2 separate regions of the Gossypium hirsutum genome follow, and region 2 is linked to region 1. The links are chromatin contacts, called in public Hi-C maps. All regions are on one chromosome and are shown on one strand. The core of a region is the stretch at or near the end of the contact, and the rest is flanking DNA. Distances in the headings are between cores, read along the strand shown.

Evidence for each region. Hi-C and Micro-C count contacts between places; a contact is called where the count stands out from the background.
Region 2: a contact with region 1 is called in a Hi-C map of hypocotyl, with 5 times the contacts expected there. The contact joins the promoter of LOC107954673 here to the promoter of LOC107954681 in region 1. A contact is called at or near these places in 12 of 34 Hi-C or Micro-C datasets (anther, callus, fibers and 3 more).

What each region holds. Positions count from the first base shown.
Region 1 is chrD07:31,257,185-31,259,984 of Gossypium_hirsutum_v2.1, reverse strand. It overlaps LOC107954681 (ethylene-responsive transcription factor-like protein At4g13040), which reads left to right and starts at 1,326. Exons shown (of 7, transcript XM_016890308.2): 1 at 1,326-1,847; 2 at 2,766-2,800. LOC107954680 reads right to left here and starts at 604. Exons shown (of 4, transcript XM_041096539.1): 1 at 379-604.
Region 2 is chrD07:31,440,654-31,443,453 of Gossypium_hirsutum_v2.1, reverse strand. It overlaps LOC107954673 (galacturonosyltransferase 8), which reads right to left and starts at 1,468. Exons shown (of 3, transcript XM_016890300.2): 1 at 991-1,468; 2 at 1-841. The coding sequence starts at 1,170.

The DNA of each region.
Region 1 (2,800 bases), core at 77-2,576:
GTAAAAGAATTAACCAAACTGAACTTATGTGTAAAACTGAAATAACCAAATCAGTCGATTCGGTACGGTTTATCAATTTTTATAGTTATTTTTTTAATTAACCTAGTTTCTTTTCCCACTTTTACTAGCAGATTCGAGCTATGGGGTTCACTAGAATAAGTAATTCACGTTGAAGTTAAGGGAAACAAAGTGGAATCGATGGTAGAAAAAAAGAGAGCACTACGCACAAAAGTCAATGAGCTAAGACGCAACTAAGCTAAAACCGACAAAAACATTCTCTCTTTGTCGACAACCATCAAAATTTGCAGCAGAGAAAGTATTTAGAGAAATAAAAGAAATAAATACATAAAAAAAGAAAATTAAGTTAAACTATCTTACCGTGCAATGAGATGAATGAATCTGCCAACGATGATGGTGACTGGTGCACGTGTGTGAGACGTCAAGCTCGAGCGTCGACCGTCGAACAGAGGAGAGTTGAAAAGGGGCATCGACCGTCGGTCTGCTGACTTGAAGAGGGGCTGGTGTTGGCGATTTTTTTTTTTTTTCAGATTTGGGACGAGGAAGAGGAGAAATTAAAAGAAATGTAAAAGCCGAACCTCGTTTTGTTTAGTTTTAGATATTTATTTTTTAAAAATAAATTAATTATGTAAATAATATAATTGTAATTAAAATTAAATTGGGTTTGGGTTTAGGTTTGGATTTTTAGTTTATATTTAGTTTTTGGGCTAGATTTATATTTGGGTTGGGTTGGGTTTGATTTTTTATTTTTGGGTTGTGCTTGGTTACTTGGGTATACATATAATTATAAATTTATGTTTTAATGTTTTAAAAAATTAGTTTATTTGGTTATCTTGGTTTAGATTTTTAAAACTAAAACTAAATCGAATTAACCGTTTAAATCGATATAGGTAACCAATTAATCAAAAATCAATTAAATCAAAAAAATTTGATTAATCTAGTTTAATTATTTTGATTATTTCAATTAAACAGATAATTTTCACCCCAAATCAAATTAAAGTAGAGACATTGAAATTACTATTTACAAATACATATCTAATAGTGGAATTTAACCAATTATATAAAATTCTACTAATAATAAATATTAAAATTTTAATCTATATCAAATTTCTTATTCTAATAGAGATACACTTAATAATAATAAAGTATATATAACAAAGAAAGTGAAAAAAAATCTATTTTAAAAAAGAAATATAATTCTAAATTAAAAAGGAAAAAAAACCGAAGAGATTAAATTAGAGGGGTTAATATTGGAACCATAGCCGACTAATGACCAAAACTCTTCAAAAGGTACACCCAATACAGAGGATACGTAGGCCTCCACATATTCAAACCCCCTCCTCTCTCTCTCTCTCTCTCTCTCTCTCTCCCCAAGACTTGGCCTTGCTTTGATTTGTTTTGTTTTATTGTTGTTGATTGATTTTCAGCATTCAACAGCAGGCAGCTTCACCACCCTTTCATAGAAAACAAAATGAGCTTTCACCTCACAAACTGAAATAAATAAATAAAATTAAAAAAAAAAAAGAAACAAACAAAAGGTGGTAGTGGTAGATGCATGAGCCACCACCACACCAACACAAACTTGTTGAAATCTCTCATCTTTCTTATTTCTCCCTTCCGTTCTTTCCTCACTCTTTCTCTTATTTCACCACCATCTCCTTTCCTTGATCCTTCTCGTAACACCTAAGGATCCTGAGTTTTTTTTAACCTTTCTTTTTGTTTTCTTTTACCAGATTTTAGGTTCAACCTTAATAAAATTGTCTTTCTCTCTCTGTTTTCCTCGGTTTCTGCGCTGTCCCGACTACCACCTTTTCTTTCTCCTTTCTCAGGTACCAAATAAATGACTTTTTGTTCTGGGGTTTATTTATCTTCTTCCTTGTAATGGGTGGGTTTTCTGCGTTTCCTGGCTATGGGTTCCCTGTCGCCATTTTTGGCTTTTTCCCTTTTCCTCCTTGAATTTTTGTGTGTTTTGGAGTTTGGGTTTTGTGTTTTGTCTTGTATTTTCACTGCATCTGCTTCCATGAAAGGTGGTAGGTTGGTGGGGTTGACTTGTTTTTCCACGGAGTGATAATTGGGTTTTCTATCAGCCAGACTTACTGGACAACTTTGTTAGTTTCACATGATGAAAGTTTTGGCTTTTACTTTATGCAAATTATGATGAATTCATCTCTTTTCTTCACCTAAAAAAGAAAAAAGAAAATTATGGCTGACTTTATGTCACATTGCCCCCTTATCTTGAGGCTAGCTAGCTTTTAGAAGTGAAAACCACGTTTCATGGTATTTTCATTGGTTTGTTCATATTATTTTTCAATTCCATCTACGATTGATTTCTGTTTAACCAGCATCAAATCTGTTGTCTGTTTTCAGAAATCTAATCCGTGCAAGCTATTTAGCCCTTGAATCCCTTATTATCTTGTAGTATTATTGAAATCAAACGTACTTGGTGATGAAAAACCAGCTGTTTCTATTTCAGCCAACCAAATTCCGTACCAAGTAATTTTGGTTGGCTGTAATAAATGATAGCAAAAGTTTATTAACATCTGGGAAATTTCTTTGTTCTTTGTCTAAGTTTAATTGCTTAGGTGCATCAGATTACTTGCATTGACTCAGTTTTGATGGCTTTTGTATTTTTTTTTAACGTTTTTCTTCTTTTGCTATATGATCACCACGGATCATATCTGGTTTACTGTTCGTCATTTTGTGATTGCTTAATCTACCTATAACTCGTCCATCTTTGGTAATCTTAGGAGCACAGATAAAGGGATAAATGCAAAGCTAAACC
Region 2 (2,800 bases), core at 219-2,718, 180 kb before region 1:
ACTTCTGCAGATTAGCCGATTCTAACTGTCTTAACACTGGAACATAGGATGAATTCAAAAACTTATAATCCTCTACCGCCTTCACTTCAATATGAGCTCCATTATAATCTTTCAATTTGAACATAACCTGCATTGCCCCAAGATTCATCTTGTCCGTCACCACATGGAAAACATGTTTCCATGGCTCTTTCGCGTTCTTCGTGGCTGAATTCACCACCACGGATGCAGCAAGAACGTTATCAGAAAAGATAGCGTAATGGTAAAGCTTCGGATCCTCGAATTCCGGAGGCATTGGTTTCCCTTCATCTGTATATTTGTCCGGATGCGAGATTCGTTCCTCCATCAACCTCATTGCCAAACAATGTAAGCTTTTTGGGATCGATTTAGCGGCGATAAGGCTGGAAAATGCGCCTTGCTTTTTGGCTTTGGTCAGTTGCTCGTTGACAGCAAAGATGGTGTCTTTTAGTTTCTGGATCTTCAACTGGTTATCGAAAGATTCCTTGGCTTCCGAGATCATTTGGCGCGTGGCTTTGATTCGCTCTTTGACTTCTTTCTCGAACTGTCGTAGCAAGGGCTCGTCGATGGAGAGCGAATCGGTTTCGAAGAGAGCCTGATAGGATGGTTTGCTAATGAGATCCGAGTAGTTTCGAGATAGATCAGCAAAAACCCTAACGATCTTCGAGTTTTCGAGCTTTAGCTTTCGAGCGTAGGAGGCGTAGGCGAGGACAAGAGAGCGGTGGTCGTCGGCTTGTTTCCGGATCTGGTCCAGCCGGGGCTTGAGCGGATCGGATTTGAGTGCCAAAACGGACCTCCTTGTGGATCCAATTCCAGTGGAGAAACCCTAAAAACACCAAAAGAAATAGAAGAAAAAACAACGTCGTTTAATCAGTCACCCTGGAAATGTGCATTTCTCATCTTTTAATTGATCTTAGAATCGAAAAAGAGTGAAATTAAATGTCGAGCCAATAAAGTTAGTTAGTTAGGACTTACAAAGTTGGTTTGGAGATGAGGAGAATGAGAGTGGGAAGTGAAGAAAAAAGAAAGAAGAAAGAAGAAACAGAGTGCAACAGTAATGGCAGAAGCCAATAGTCTAACAGTAAAGCCAAAACCTCCAAACATTGGGCCTCCGCCGCCGACGCCGATTCTTGATGTACGTTGGTGATTTGCCATCTTTCAGATCAATCACCGGCGCATCGAAATGAAAAACAGAAACAAAAGGATAATGATAAGGAAAGTTGAGAGGATAACGAATTTGGTGATGGTGGTATGGCAGTGGCAGTCGCTCACTCTTTAATTGTTTGCGAGTGTGAGTGTGTGTGTGTGTTTTTCATTTCTTTTTACCTAGATGGAGAGAGAGAGATCAATTAGAAAATGTACGGGGGAGATCAACGGCTGTGATTTTCGTTTAGCTAATTTGAGTGATAGCTGCCACTTGGAATCTGGCTAGCAGGAAACGCGGAATCCCGTCTGACTGTCACTCCCTAAGTTTTTTCATTTACTTATCAATTTCAATTGCTTATTAGATTTTTCGTGTTTCTTAATAACGGGTAAATCAGCTCAAATTGAAATGGAATCTGGGAAGGGTGATACAGCTTCAGTGGGAGACAATGGTAGGAGATCCGCAAAAAAGGTTAGGTGGAGGTCGGAGGATCCACCGAATCCGGACAATCCTATTGTTAACGACAAAAGTATGAAAGTGGTCTCGAATGATGTTCAAACGGTGTCATGGAAAAATAAGCTTTTAGTTACCACAGTTGAAAGGATTAATCTGTAGAATGAAGAAGACTTCGAGTTACTTGAGGGTGATGCAAAAAAAAAATCGTTGATTGCATCCCTTCCGTCACTTTCTCCGAACAAGTTTATCAATTTATTGCGAAGTGCATGGTCCGGACTATGGTCGTCAAATTGTTGGGAAGGAAAATTTCATACATTACCATGACCAATAGATTGCAAGCTATTTGGAAAACTAAGCAGTCATTACAAGTTATTGACTTAGAGAACGATTATTTTTTGGTTAATTTTCAGGATGATGATGAATACCTTCATGCGGTGTCGGGAGGTCCTTGGACAATTTTTGGCCAATATCTCACTGTAAGGCCGTGGGCACCTTCGTTCACAACAGATCAAGAGTTTCCCACTAGTTTGTTGGTTTGGATCAAATTGCTTCGGCTGCCGGAGGGCATGTACACGATAAGCCTTCTAAAATTCATTGGAAGCATAATTGGCCCGGTTGCAAAGATAGCCCGCAATACCGACAATAAGTCTATGAGGTAGTTTGCGAGACTTGCGGTTTATATTGACCTTGGGAAATTGCTCGTTTCAAAATTGCAAATGGACGAATAGTTCAACGTGTGGAATAGGAATCTATGTCTTTGGTGTGCTTCGGGTGTGGGAGATTCGGACACTCTTGTGATGCATGTCTGCATAGGCTTGAGAAAGGAGAAACAACTGAAGGGGTTACGGTTGAGAATCTCGACAATGATACAGTGGCTCAAGGAGGGATTACGGATAGGAGCTCCAACAAAGATGCTATAGCACATGGTAGTGACAAAGAGGATCAATTTGGGACATAGATGCTGGTGGAACGCAAATCACGACGGAGGCCCTTGACGGCAACGAAGGAAATTGTCGACAGCATTGATGCGAGGGCCGAAGGATCAAGGTTCAGCGTTCTGAGCAAAAATTACGATGAGGTTGAAGGGATCAAATGTACTGCTTTAAATGGTAGCACTGGAATTAAGGGATCTGATGGGGCAATTTTGGGAAAGGTTTTGCCAGCTAGGGGGAAACTATTGTCTAA